3 separate regions of the Drosophila melanogaster genome follow, and regions 1 and 3 are each linked to region 2. Evidence: chromatin contacts called from public Hi-C data. All regions are on one chromosome and are shown on one strand. The core of a region is the stretch at or near the end of the contact, and the rest is flanking DNA. Distances in the headings are between cores, read along the strand shown.

The links. Hi-C and Micro-C count contacts between places; a contact is called where the count stands out from the background.
Region 1: a Hi-C map of the Kc167 cell line shows a contact between it and region 2, with 3 times the contacts expected there. A contact is called at or near these places in 6 of 107 Hi-C or Micro-C datasets (the Clone 8 cell line, the Kc167 cell line, the S2 cell line and 1 more).
Region 3: a contact with region 2 is called in a Hi-C map of the Kc167 cell line, with 2.5 times the contacts expected there. A contact is called at or near these places in 3 of 107 Hi-C or Micro-C datasets (the Clone 8 cell line, the Kc167 cell line and wing imaginal disc).

Annotation. Positions count from the first base shown.
Region 1 is chr3L:18,995,831-19,000,728 of dm6, forward strand. It overlaps CG18135, which reads right to left and starts at 2,453. Exons shown (of 2, transcript NM_176346.2): 1 at 2,171-2,453. The coding sequence starts at 2,182. It overlaps CG3808, which reads right to left and starts at 4,778. Exons shown (of 4, transcript NM_140826.2): 1 at 4,469-4,778; 2 at 3,116-4,412; 3 at 2,678-3,021; 4 at 2,045-2,615. The coding sequence starts at 4,690. The coding sequence ends at 2,693.
Region 2 is chr3L:18,840,062-18,844,759 of dm6, forward strand. It overlaps lncRNA:CR32027 (long non-coding RNA:CR32027), which reads left to right and starts at 1,518. Exons shown (of 3, transcript NR_048296.1): 1 at 1,518-2,087; 2 at 2,153-2,205; 3 at 2,285-2,725. The region is part of intron 1 of Indy (I'm not dead yet); the gene reads right to left.
Region 3 is chr3L:19,084,312-19,088,950 of dm6, forward strand. It overlaps Mkp3 (Mitogen-activated protein kinase phosphatase 3), which reads right to left and starts at 2,115. Exons shown (of 5, transcript NM_001275103.1): 1 at 1,010-2,115. The coding sequence starts at 1,412.

The sequences.
Region 1 (4,898 bases), core at 1,203-3,702, 160 kb after region 2:
TTTAAACGATTTCTTTTTATCGAAACTGAGTGGCGGAGCTTTTTTCTTTGTGCGAGAGTCGTAGTCGTATCCGACGACTTGGCGATTTGTTTTGGTTTTCAGTCCGGCGGTACAGTTGCGGCTGGGGCTTTTTCGAAATGTTGTTGGCCTCTACCGACGGGCAGCGACGAAACAAAAACAGAAAACAGCGAAACACACCAGATAATACAGAAAACATGAAGATTAATCGAATTAGCAATGCCCTCGATCGTCCAGAATCAGGACAGGAGAACAAAGCGGAATATGCGAAATTTAATCAACCGTCTAGGTGGTAATCAAAATGTTCCTAGGCTAACTGTTTATGAGTGGGCATAATTAAACGGCACTGGTTGATCCATTTAAAGTACCGATAAGGGAAAACAGAGTGCTTTGTCTGTAGAATAACTAGGAGAATATTAGCAAGGAATGTTGCTTTGGGCTAAATCAATAAAAAGAATATATAACTAGAAAATACAGTGCAATATACTAGCTGGTCGGATAAAATAATGTTTACTCATTGATTATCTTTTGCCATTATAAGTTTAAACATACTCAAACCCTTTTGCATACCAAAATTCACAAGTGAAACCCAATCCCCGGCCGAGTTACGTGAGGTCAGTCTTCAAATATACCCACATTCACAGGGTATCCCACTAAAACTCCCCATAAAATGTGCTGTGTAGTTGCGCTGCTCGGCGTAGCACGCAATCCAAAAGCTCGCAGCCTGAGCGCGGATGACAACAAGAGCACATTGGAGAACCCAAACCCCGGTCCATCCCCCACTATGCCACGAGGCCATTTGCTCCGCCGAGAAAACGTGTTGGTCGTGTGCAGCTGTCGGCGGCGATGGTGTTACGCACGTGAAGCGGTTTTCAGTCCGATGTGTGGGGCGTAGTCGTAGCCAGGCCCTCGCCGCAGCTTCTCGTCCACATCCACCAGCACATCGACATCCACATCCACAGACATGGCATCAGCCGAAAAGCTCTCTCCGGAAGACCGCCATATATCTCTCTCTAGGGGAACCGGTTTTCGTCGGTTGAAAATTTGCTGTTTTCCTCGCTGTTTGTTTACATCGCACAGTTAGTTGAGTGTTTGTTTGATAAGGCAAGAACTATTCAAGCTTTTCGGCTTCGGAAACAAAGCTCTCCGGTCAAGGTCTTGGGCTCCCTGTTCCGATCGTAATCGCATATTTTGGGTGTTGCTAGTTGTTGCTATATCTTGGCTTACACGAGGCCATAAATATAGCCGAATGAATAAACAAATTCAGCCGCATTTTATTCACTTTCCTGCCAATTTCTCCTTTTCTCTTGATTTATAATAGTTGCGGCGCACAATGTTTTCATATTTATTTATGTTGCTATATTTTGTACAATCAATTTGCCGAGTAGCCGAATCGCCCCACTGGCTCCAAAGTCCAATTTATTTGTTTTTCTTGTTTATTTCGTTAATGTTTACGAAAGCTTATTTTGGCTTTCCACTATAGTTATATGTATGTTTATGTGTGTGTACGTGTGCTATTAACACACCCCCTTCTAGGAAGTCGAGTCGCATAAAAATTCAGGGCTGTCGCGTCCCGATTTGTTTTTCTACATAGTATATTCAACATGATATCGGTCACGTTTGCTTGTTGTTCTCTTTTTCAAAACAATAATATTTTTTTGTTTTATTCTATAAGACTTTGCTTACGGCTACATCTGTTGTTTACATCATCCAACCACTTCTCGTTAAGAACATGTAATCGGAAAGGCGAAATAAGCGAATGCGATTGTTTACCTTAGATAAGATTTATATAAACACATTTTATTGAGCAATATCCGTGCGATCAGCCCCATACGTATTAACTATTAAGTTGGCCAATTTCATTACGGCACATCTCTGGCCTTAACTAGTTAATTGCACTTCTACGACTTTTTAAATATTCAACTTTATAAAAAAAAACAGCCATAACTCAAATTGCCTTAGTAAATTAATAAAACTTATCTTTAGACAAACAACGAAACAACTGAATTCGCGTCATACGCATGAAGTCATTTTCGAATCTTTTAATATGGTTGATAGATCAATATCAACGTCAACATCTTTTAAATACTACCCTTTCTACTTTTAACAATAGAACATATGTTTAGACTATGAAATAATCGTTAACTGGTACCTGGTCGGACATGATCAATGATCGTTGTCAGGGTCGTTGTTCATCAATTTGCCCTTGAGGGGGCGTTGGACTTGTAGCACCTCTCAGCTGTTTTTTCACGCGGTTTCTACACCTTTATGAGAACTTTATGAGCACCACACTTCCACCGGAGCAGCGATTCTTATCACGCACACAGGGGCCTCCAGAGGCCTGAATAACACTGATGGGGATGTCGGACTATGTCGAGTTGAACAGGGCTTTAAACTTAGTCTTTTGCTAAATAGGAAGTCGCTTCTGTCACTTTTTCCACTTCCTCCCCGTCGCACAGCGTAAATACAATTAAATCAATTTAAAACAATAAAAGTCGTAGAGCAGTCGCCACAAAGAGAGACAATGATAGAGGGCAGCATCGCGGCAGATAGGAGGTACTGAGACATATTGGGTGTCTCAGCGAATCGCAACTGACCTAAAAGATTATAGAAAGAGATTAAGCAAATGTGCAAGAGATTGCAGCGAAGTGAACTGTACCCGGCAACAAACACGTCACGTTACGGATGTGGTGTTCTCCTCGCTAACAGCTTCTTCGGTTGCCTCAGACTTTGACTGTGCAGCTCCCTCCGCTGGCGATGACTTCTCATCCGCCTTTGTTTTAGGTTCACGCTCGAACAGAATGACCAGCTCGGTGTGCATGGTGTGGGGAAACATGTCAACGGCCACAGCGGACTTTGGGTAGAATGGCTCCCCCTTGTATTGCTTAGACTCCGGTCTGGCCAGCTCGATGAAATTCCGCTTAGCACTGTGCGGATTGCAGGAGACGTAGACCAGACGATTGATGGCATCGGCTGATCGAATTGCGGCTATCGAGCGGTGGTCTGAAAAAAACAAATAAGAAATTTGGAAAGGTATAGCGCTTTGAACCTTAAAATAATTCAGCAAATTTATAATATTTAAGCAACGTAAACTTACGCAGTCCAGCCCTGGGGGGATCCACCACGGCAATAAGATCCAATGGTTTACCCGGCTCCTGATCGTAGAGAGCTTCGCGCACCATACTCTTGATGAAATCATCTGCATTTCCTGTAAAGAACTTTGCATTTTTAATGCCATTCGCTTCCGCATTAAACTCGGCATCCTTAATCGCATCAGGGACGATCTCCACGCCCATCACTTTCTTGCAGTGCTTGGCGAACGCAAGGGTAATGGTGCCAGTACCACAGCAAATATCCAACATAGTTGTGTCCTTAGTAGGAGCAACTAGATCAATGGCCTTTTGATACAACACGTTGGCTCCTTCTGTGTTGATTTGGAAAAAGGCCAGTGGGCTGATTCGAAACTGGAGACCCTGTATGGTATCGGTGATGTGGGTGCTGCCCGAAATGTGTTCCACCGGATTAATCGTCTGACCTGCTTCCCGATGCTTGACATCTTGGTAATACAGAGAGCTGCATTTGTACGGAGCATCATTTGCCAGATCTTCGTAGAAGGACTTCAGTTCTTGCTTAAGTTCAACTTGTTCGTCTTCACTTAAGTTCGAGGAGTATATGCCCGCCACCAGCATTAGTTCACCTGTGGCACTGGAGCACCGCACCATTAGCTGCCGGAAGTGGCCAATATTTCCGTCCGGATTGAAGGGCAAGAACTTGGACTTCCTCACCAAGTCCTGGAAACTGCGAGCAGCCCACTTGGCCTGCTCCGGTAGATGTGGCAAGTCTGCGACCTCGGCTACTTCCACAGATCCATCGCTGTAGCAGCCCAATCTGAAGCCCACAACCACTTCGCCTACGGAGTTCTTTCCCACGGTGAACTCGTTTTTATTTCTATACCCATTAACGGTGGGTGAGGGAAGCACCTCGTGGAATTGGAACTTATCCAAGTGGGGCTTTGCCCGCGGATTGACCTTCCGAAGTTCCTGGGTGTATTTCGCCAGAAGTGCCGACATTTCCTCGGATTTTTGTTTAATCTGCTGGTCGTAGGCAATGTGCGACAGAGGACACGTGGCTTCCACCGCCGTACGTTGTTTCTTGGGCTTTCTCTCCGACTCCTGTTCCTCGGCAGCTCGCTTTTTCTGTAGAGGATCGGCCGAGGCCTTGGCAACATGAGCCTTCAACACCTTTCCCTTCCATTTGTATCCATTCAGGATCTCCAAGGCCCTTTGTTGATCCTCCTGACTGCGGAAGCACACAAAGGCGAACTCTTTTCGAGTTGGAGCCTTGATTTTGGTCACGTCAAATTTGAGGGTGTTTCTCAAAAGCTTCTTAAACTCCTGCAAAGTTATAATGTTGTTATATTCATATAAAGGCTTAGATTTCAACTACCTACCCCAATACCGAAATATCCCATGTTCTTCACTTCAACTTTGAATATTTCCGAAGTGAATTCATTTCGCTCCAAGTAAGCATATTCCTCGCCGGCTTTTCCGGCTTCATCCTCACCATTTGCCAGCGTGGTTTCATCAGCTTTCACTACATTTTCCGAAATCTCTTCGGTCTCTATGCTATTAACCACTCCGTCAGCTGGTATTTCCGCATTGAAACACTCCATTTGCTTAAAAGAAGCCGATTTATTAAGGAAAATGAAATATAAACAGAAAGAAAACACGTGAAGATGCAACAGTGTGACCGTCCAGTCTAAAATGTATATAAACACCAGCGGCTATGCCGGTGGTGGGTGTCTTCGCTAAATAATATCAACATTTTCTAAAATACATAAAACTCTTCTACAGGCTCTCAAAAGATAACGGATACATAAC
Region 2 (4,698 bases), core at 268-2,767:
TTGTGCCTAGACCTTCACACTGGCACTCGGTCAACGGTTTCTGTTCCTGTTTCTTCTGGGGTTCTTCTGCTATGTTTTGCTCTTTTTGTTGTTGTGAAAATGCAAACGTCACGAGTTCGAGTTCACTTCCTAACCAAAATTTTTAAATAAACACAAAAAGCAAAGCGGTATTTTTATCGCACGATGTGTGAAACGAGAAGGGACGACGACGCACATGGCGATTGTTTGTTGGTATCCGTTTGTCTGGCTTTAACAGGAATATCGGAGCTATGTATCTCCGCTTCCCAGTTGATAACAAGTACTCTATTTACTTTTCGAAACTAGCGGCAGGAGGAGGCTTGGATTCCTCTTTAGGTTGTAGTTATATCCTTATCGGGACTCCGATCTCGAAAGCAGCAGGAGAGCAAGCACGCCCGGTTCGTCCGATTCGGAAACGGTGAAATGCGCGACTGAATTTACTTGGCGATAGCTCTGCCGCTTCAACCGCCCGCGTTCTGTGTGTTGGTGTGCCGCGACGTAGGTGTAGGGTCCGCTGCACACGTGTGTGTGGGAGCGCGCGAGAGCGGGAGAAGAGCAGAACGTTTTTGGGCGGCTAGTGGTGGCACCGTGAGCATGCCGGTCGTCGTAAGATAGGCTTAGGAACACTCAGAAAAATTTGTTTAGCTCAGCATTTTCCTATTATTGAAATCATTTATTTTATGGTCTATGGGGGTTTCTTTCGTAGTTATTGATAGATCAGCGATTTAAGCTACGCTTAAAGGGTAATTTGAGAGATATCTTTGTCATTTTAAAGTTAAGTCTCAGCTTATCCAAAAGTCAGTTATTGGAAAAAAGAAGCCAGCTTTTCAGCAGAGTTCGGCTTAAGCGCTTATTATCATATTAACCAGCTTAATTAATGTAGCTTTTAAATTGTTATATGCATTAAATCACTAATTAAGGTGATTACCATTTGTACGTTTTAAATTAAAGTAGTTTGATTTTCACTAATACAGGCTCTAAGCTGATCCAAATCTACAAGCTTAGTTTTTGAATAGTCTTCACATGTTGACTTTTATTCTCTTATATATATATAGACTTTCTAATGCATTACCCGTGTGATGATTAGTCAGGAGTCCACAGCGTCACATCGTTGACCAATAAAGTCAAATATATCGGGTAAATGGGTAATCAATGGAAAACCCAGATCTAAGTTGGGTCCAGTTATGTTATGGTTTTACGTTCTCTTTTTAATTTCTCTCTCAGAAATATTCCAATATTCCAATTGGAAGTCGCGCAAAAATTGGAATGAAAACGAGTGCGAAAAAGCAAGACAAAAAAATAGCTGTCGATGTTTCAAAACGCAACACTGTGCCCTGTTATTAAATCGCTCCACACACCTACACATTTACATTTATTTGTGCATGTTGTTTGTTGTTGTTACATACATTACTTACAAACACAAATAGAAACACATGGACACAAAGCAGAACGTCCATTCAACGAAAATTGCGTTCTTATGCTGTTCCGAATCTGGTAACACTTTCTTATTAGCGCTAAAATATTCCGCGACTGGGATAATTCAATTTCAATTGTAACAAATTTACGCCTCTTGGCCAATTATATACAGGACGGGCAGTTTGAAGAGCCAGACCCTGAGTCGAGCCATATTGGGTCAAAGAGTTGGCGGACAGCGCTTAGATATACGCGTCCACAACACCAACACCGACGACTCCGATCAACAGCGCCACCCCCACAAACCCGTGGTCACCAATTGGAACTCCACTGCCACTGCCGCCGAGCCCTGGTCCTGATCGTTCACTGTTAAGTCCCGCCAACAGCAGCTACCTGTCCACATCCACATCACCACACCCGCCACCGGACTACGACGACATCTTCGTTGGGTAATAAGGACTCGGATCTGGACTCCAGACCCACGATACGGATGGTGGAACCGTTATATCGGCTTGGTCGTAAAGGAGGAGCAGGCACCAGTGCAGGAAGTGCACCTTGATGTTAAGGTCCATTAACCAAGCAAACATCACCATGCTGAAGTGCGCTGTTTCGAAGTGGCAGCCGATTTGATGACTAAGATTCATCCCAATTAAACGGTAAGTATTTGCAATTTGTTTTTATTTCTTAAAGAAATTTCTATTAACACACTATCACTTTTCAGACCTATTAAACTCAACTGTGGTGCACGGAACTTAAAAAATCTTAAGGAATATGGTAATTAACATTGGCTTGGTGTAATCAATTAAGTGCAGCTGGTTATTTCAATTGAGCACTTTCTTTTTCCATTTTCGAGAGGAGACGGTGTACCGTGAAAACGGGAACTGCTGTGCCATTTAGACCAAACTGGCAACCTGTTACATATTTCAGCCACGTTAGCCAGGCGACACCTGAAGGTAATAACGGCAGGCCACCTGTTGCTGATCACAAAGACTACAGGAATTTGAAATTACTGACACAGTACCCAATACTATGCCCTTATTTATTCTTAGAACATATGTACATAAATACATTAATCGGCATTTAATGGTATCATCAGTGTTTAAGTCCATGTTTTTGTTGATCTATTACATATGTATTTCTTTAATGACATAAAGAAAAAGCTAAACAATTAGAAACTAAGCCAGAAAGTAGTTGTACAATAGTTAATTAAGGATCGTACCTTATGTTCAGACATACTTTACTTTAATGAAATTTAATCATTCATTTTCCATATAAGTATAATGACTTAAGCATCAGGAATATCTTCTTCACCGTTTACGCTTTAATGAGTTAAGGCCCATGTAAGCTGGGTAATTGAAGTGAAACTTTCTCGATGGCGAGGGACATGCACTCGCTGGGTGAAAGTGGGCATGAGGTCCAGAATCCACTGGAACCACTCGACAAGTCGTCAAGTCAATCTCGGCGTGAAACTCGTTTGCCTGTTCAAGTTTTAGTTGCTTACATCAAGTGCAAAAGATATGAATGTGACAAGTGGTTGCCACTGTCATCGTCATCGATTGCTGGCATGGAATGGACTTGAAGCTTTTCCTGTGCATGCCGCGTGTAAATGTTCTATCATCTGCATTTGGCATGCTCCACATATGGGTTTTCCACTAAAAACTGATAAAAATAAGCGTGGCCTGTTAAGATAGTGGTTGAGATACTTAGACGTTCTTTAATCATCGCGGGTGGTGAAATAAATTCTATTTTTAGAATTCCAACTTCAAATTCAAATAGGTGTTGTCAAGGACTGAACATGCAATGTACTAGGAAAATAGATTGTTACGAAAGTAACACTGACTAAAAAAAATATATAATATTTCGCTTAGATACAATTATAACAGAATTAGAGAAAAAAACAGTTTTACCACGGCGGATTTGTAGGCTTCTATGACATAGAAATAATTGCAGACCAACACACTTTGTAAAAATCAATACGAACAAATTTCAAAGTCGCATAGGAAATGGCCATAAATTGTTGATTGGATCGATTCAATTGAGAACGAGGACGATTCGGTTAGGGAACCTACGTGCATCGAACATTCGGGAATCAATACGACAACTTTAAGAAACTTGCCAGAACAAATTTCACTCATATTAAATTTCGCCAGAGAGGAGATAATTGTATCAGATTTATTTCAGAGGCGCCGTGCTTGACAACACATTATTTTCTTTGATCTTGCTGTTTAAGCAAGAAAATGCTATATGAATCATAAATGTATCTTATGTGTGTAGAAACATATGTGGAAAGTTTTTTTTTCGCAGCAAGTTGATCAAGTGAGATCATTTTATTGCATTGAGCTGTAATTTAATTGAACCGAACGGAAGGCGACAATGAAATGCAACGAATAAATTAGTGTACACGAAGTTAAGTAAAATATATGTACATATGTATGTAGAAGAAACCGACCCACTAAATGTGTGCTAACAACATACATACTTAAATCGTAAGAAATGTACTGCAAATAAGGTAAATACCCTTTATTATTGGTAAGCAGTGTTCTTGAACAACTCGCACTACATTTTATTGAAACAGTTGTTAGTTATTTGTAATTACTGGCAATTAACTTACAAAAGGGCTAAGTTATTCAAGTGCTTTGTTGTGAAAATTCCCTACCTGCTATTATTAAGACCATCGTAAGAATTCAGGATTTCAAGCCGTTTCCAATCGACTTCGATCAGCAATTTGTTGGCCACTCAAACGAGAAGCGTGCAAGTTGAAGTTGAAACATTAAACAGATCTTCTCTAGAGGCTCTCACTTAGGAAACCCCCTGTGCTCGAAAAGCAAAACCAGTTTAGCACCGGTCAATAAATTTCAGCTCAAGATTTTTGCAACTTGTTTTTTTGTTCGCCAAACAAAACAAACCGAAAACCAAGGCTCAGAGATTGAGTTTGACCCACATTTAATCACTTTGAAACACAATTAAATAAATAATATAGAATAGTCGGAATATCAAATAAGAATCATATTCATTGGTCCCATTAGGTAATGCCGCAAAATAAATCCCCATGCTAAGTTCAGACACATTTTGCGCGTATTATACGAAAGAATATATCGAAATAAACATTTCAGATCTGCGTCTGCAATTGTTTTTCCTTTTGCGTCATTCCATGTCACGTGTGGGGGCGGGGCCCACAAAAAAAGATGTATTTTCTTCAAGGTAATATGGAGATTATAAGCCAAAATGTGAGTAAACATTTGTTCGAGAGCCAAAGTGCTAGGCGAT
Region 3 (4,639 bases), core at 865-3,364, 240 kb after region 2:
ACATGCAATTGTGATAAGGAAACAAAAGACACAGCATATATAAACTAACAAATTCCTGCCATTATAATTTTCTATCAAAGTCAAACAAAATCGTGTCAACCAAAAACAAGTTCAGAAAGGTGAAATCTATGCAGTGTATGTCTATAATCAGAATGCGAGAGGAGGAGGACAGGATCAGTCAGACTAAATATAATTCTAATCTGGCGCTAGCTTTATCAGCTGTGCGGATTACATTATATTTTGCTAGTTTTTTTTTTTGCATTTGTCATTTTGTCTCCGCCCCCAGAATGCTTGCCTTGTTTCGCCAAAACGAAAAAAAAAAAAAACAATAACAAATCCATGCAAATGTTTATTTATGGCCAGGCAGTGCTTGCTTGTATTATTAATATTCTTTCGGCTGTTTTGTTTTGTTTTGGTTTCTTCCTTGGGGGTTTCGGGCTAAAAATGCCGCAAACAACATTGGGGAAGTATAAATAAGTTATGATATTCTTAGGCCTAGGATAGGAATGTGCGGCATTGATTTATGGGCGGTGTTGGGAAGTATCAGGCATTTAAAGAATCCGATAGCACAGCTATGATCAACAAATGGAGAGTTCCGTTCTCGATACAGGTGCGTAGTAAACTAACAAAAAATTCCATTCGTAATATTGATTCATTGCATTCCAAGAATATCACAATGTAAATCTTAATATTACTACTTTAGTTATTACATTCTAATCAAACGAGATTAAGGGGGGAAATTTTGGATGAAATTTTTCGGTTTTCTACTATGTTTATAATGATTTACTTAGTCATTTCTATTACTGAAGCTTTAATATTTCAAATATGTACATATTCTATGAAATCAACATGGATAGTATTCATATTTATAAGATTAATTACGTGAGTTTAAATGTGGGAATTGAGAGGTATATATAAACCTTAGTTGGTTTTAGTAACTCCCGCACTTGTATTATGATATTGTAGTTCTATTTTTTGGGGCACCCAAAGTATTGAACTTATGACTCACCTTGTAAAGCAACTACGCGGCAGCCGTCCTGCTTGAGGCGACGGTGCAGGATGCTGATGATGGAGTCCATGGCGACGGCCAGGGATCCGGCTCCGGCGATCTCCTGATTCTGGCCGGGCACGCCTTCGCCGTTGTAGAGGATGAACCAGCATAGCTTGTAGCCCGACTGGATGCGTTGCTTCAGCTCGGGCGACTTGATCGTGGAGGCCAGATCGATTTTGCCAACCGCCAGACGACGGAGGACGATGCTGGGTATGCATAGGTTGACGGCTCCGCGGATGTGCGACTCACTGTACTCGTGCGAGCCGCGGCAGTCCAACAGGATCAGGTCCTTGGAGTCCAGGGATCGCAACTGGGACTGCAGCCACTCCTTGCTGCAGGTCTCGTGCTCCGTTTCTGGCATTTTGAAGAGCTCCCAAAAAATCACTCAAAGACTGGAAGAATTCGAAGCACTGCCACTATTTTTCCCGTTTAGCTCTGTTCTCTGCTTCACTCGTTTTTTATGTTATTCTTTTTTCTTTTGGTTACAACAAAGTTTACATCATCTTTCTTCTTCTGCTTCGCGCTGGTTCTCTTCTTCTTTCTTGGCCGTGCAATGGTATTTGTTGCTGTTACACACACACACACTCCCGCGCAGATGAAAATCTTGGAAATCAAAAAGGAATTTTTGTTTTTATCTCGTTTGGGGAAATCTGTAACTTGCACTGTTTTGTTTTTTTTGTTTCTTGGCTTTCCGATTTCCTCGCTTGCCGATTTATGTTTCTTTGCACACCGAAATTCGTTGCTTTTTGCTTTTTGTTGTATGTACACACGCACACAAGAGCGCGCCAAATCACAACCGTGTGTATGTTTCGCGTGTGTGTGAGTGGTTTTGTATTTTTTAGGTGTGCTTCGCTAAAACAACAACAACAGTTCGGAATCGAATGAAAAAACGTGCGGTGAACCTGTCATCGAGTAACTAAAACATCCAAAAACCGTTGAATATTTCCCAAACAAATAGGTAATTACTTCTATCAAATATCCATATTTTGAGTTGATGTTTTTTTCGAATGGAAAGCGAGCACACACAAGCAGCGCGGGTAAAAGATAATCGGGCAATAACAAAATAAGCGCGTCGTGGGTTGCTTAAATAGCCTCGTTGCTCTCCAAAAATACGAACACAGTTGCACTTGCTCTCCGACTCTCCAATTCTCTCCGTCGGAATTCGAAGAGCGAAACCCAATAACAATATTGTATTTGTTAGGCGCAGTATTAAGAAATAACTTATAAAATATTGAATCTTTTTGCCTTCTCGTTTAAAAAAATACATTTGGGAATTACTATTTCGAAACAAACAGTCCGTTACACGCAATGAAAGGAAGAACGCACCCGCGCACACAGGTACGCGAACCGGAGAGAAGAGCAACTCTCCAAAAGGTGAGCAAGAGCCAGTGCACAGGCACAGACCCACTTGGAAATTTGCTCGGTTAAAAAAGGAGAAAAAATGGGGAAAAAAGTAAATACAAAGAGAGTTCCTGAATAAAATTTAGATAAAGTAAAGACTTTGTTTTAATTCTATAAATTACATAAAATTTTTTAAATATATTAAATAATCATATTTTCCCGTATGTTAAATAATTATTTCATAACTGGGTTCGTATTTCAAATTTCCCACCTGCCTTTCTCTCCCGCACTCTTTTGGCACTTTGACTATTTCTCCACGCTGCATACGCTCCCAAAGTTTTGTGTAAAGTTCATTGATATTTTTGTGCTGTGGTATGCGTGTGGCAAGTAAAATGCGTGTGTTCGTGTTGATTCATTGAATTCGCCATCCAAACTAGCTCTCTCTCACTCTCCCACTACTCCCACCACCACCCACCTTACCCTTCGCGATGGAACCTACTTTATTGTTACTCTCTTTTTGCGAGAGCGCGGTTAACATTTCACTTCACTAGAGTGCAAAAGTTAATGGACCACTAATTTAGACAGATAAGAAATTACGGAGCCCAGAAGAATCGGAATCATCAATGGAGTCGCTGTCTACTCTCTAACGAAAGCTCCTGCGCAAATGCTCCTCCAAGAGCCAGTTATATTGGAGACTCGATGAAATGTTTAATTTTATAACCATGACCCTGATATTTACACCCAAAAAGAAGAGACTCACACAAGGATATACGTGTGTACCCATACAGAAATCGCATGGAAGGACAATTTCAAGGATATGCGGCGCGTGCAAAAATTTCTCCACAAACAACAAACTTCCTGCTGCGCCTGCGTTGCACTAGCTTTACATAAAACGCACACCCATACACACCATATACCGTTAGGTAAGGCCCATCACAACGTGCTACTATATACAGATGTACGAACGAACGACTTTCGAGCACAATTTTCATGAATGAAAGTCCCACGCAGCAGCGAAAACCGTTGGAGCAATAAAGAAAGCCAAGCAGACAGAGAGGGAGACAGTCGGCGAGGGAAAGAAACGGCCATACGAAATCCATGCTCAGCCCACGCATTTCTCGCTGCTCACTTTCGTCTTGGCACGCGGCTCCTGAGATTCCAAGGGCGTTATTCCCCAGGACTTTACTCTGCTTTCGGCCCTGGCGCGTGGGAGGCCAGCCGGAATGTTGCAAGGGAGTGCACAGGGAAAAATTGAGCGGCTCTTTAATAAATTACATTTTCTTTCAGCAGTCTCAATACAAAGAAAACATGCGTACTTCAAAAGGATTTCTTTAATAATAAAAACACACACAAAAAATATATATATATATTTATATATAATACTAAGAAATATTTGTTATAATATGAAATCATTTAAGCATTTATTTATTTACGCTTCAGTAAACACAAAAGTGTAAACACACATATTACCATTAATTTTTGTATTCATCGAAAGTTGTACATAATTACTGTCAGTGTATCACTCAAGTATGAAGAAATTAGAAGTAAGCACCTGGATAGCTGTTTCAAAAGGCTGCTCAATTGCGCCTTCCAAGTGTCTTTGGTGGGCTGACCTTGGCGATACATATATGTATTTCTGACAGTGTAGAAGCCAAGGTCGGTCGTCCTCCGGGCTCCATTCTTCGATGACACAAGTTCAAAGTCTGCTCGCAGCCAAAATGGAATACCCAACCCACTTGTATAGCTCAATGAATCACTTTGGGGCATTATCTGTGTTTTAGCAGGAAACTGATGTCGAAAGTGAAGAATTCAATTAAATTTCTGCACCTCACGATTGTCAATCTAAATTGCGCAAGCTACGGCCTTTACCTTGATTATCAGACCCCACGTATAATCAATATGAAGATGATGACGCTTTCCCGAGTGTTTTTATATGGTGCGTGTATAGATCAGTCATAGCCATATCGGCTTGAATGAGTGAAAAGTTCTGAGAAATGGGGGAAATATGGATCATCGTGATTCGCAATGTGCGATACTACTTATATGAGCTTTGCAGGGTTTTATTCATTATCTGGTGTTATTTTTCCACTCATTGTTATCAAGAAAGACCATTAACTGCGTATACTTTCTAACAGATATTTCCCAGCAAGTTATTAGTTATCGCTGTGCTGAAACCTTTTCATAGTTACAAAACTCATATGAGTATAGGATAATTATTGCTACGAGATGAATATTGCCTTCTAATAA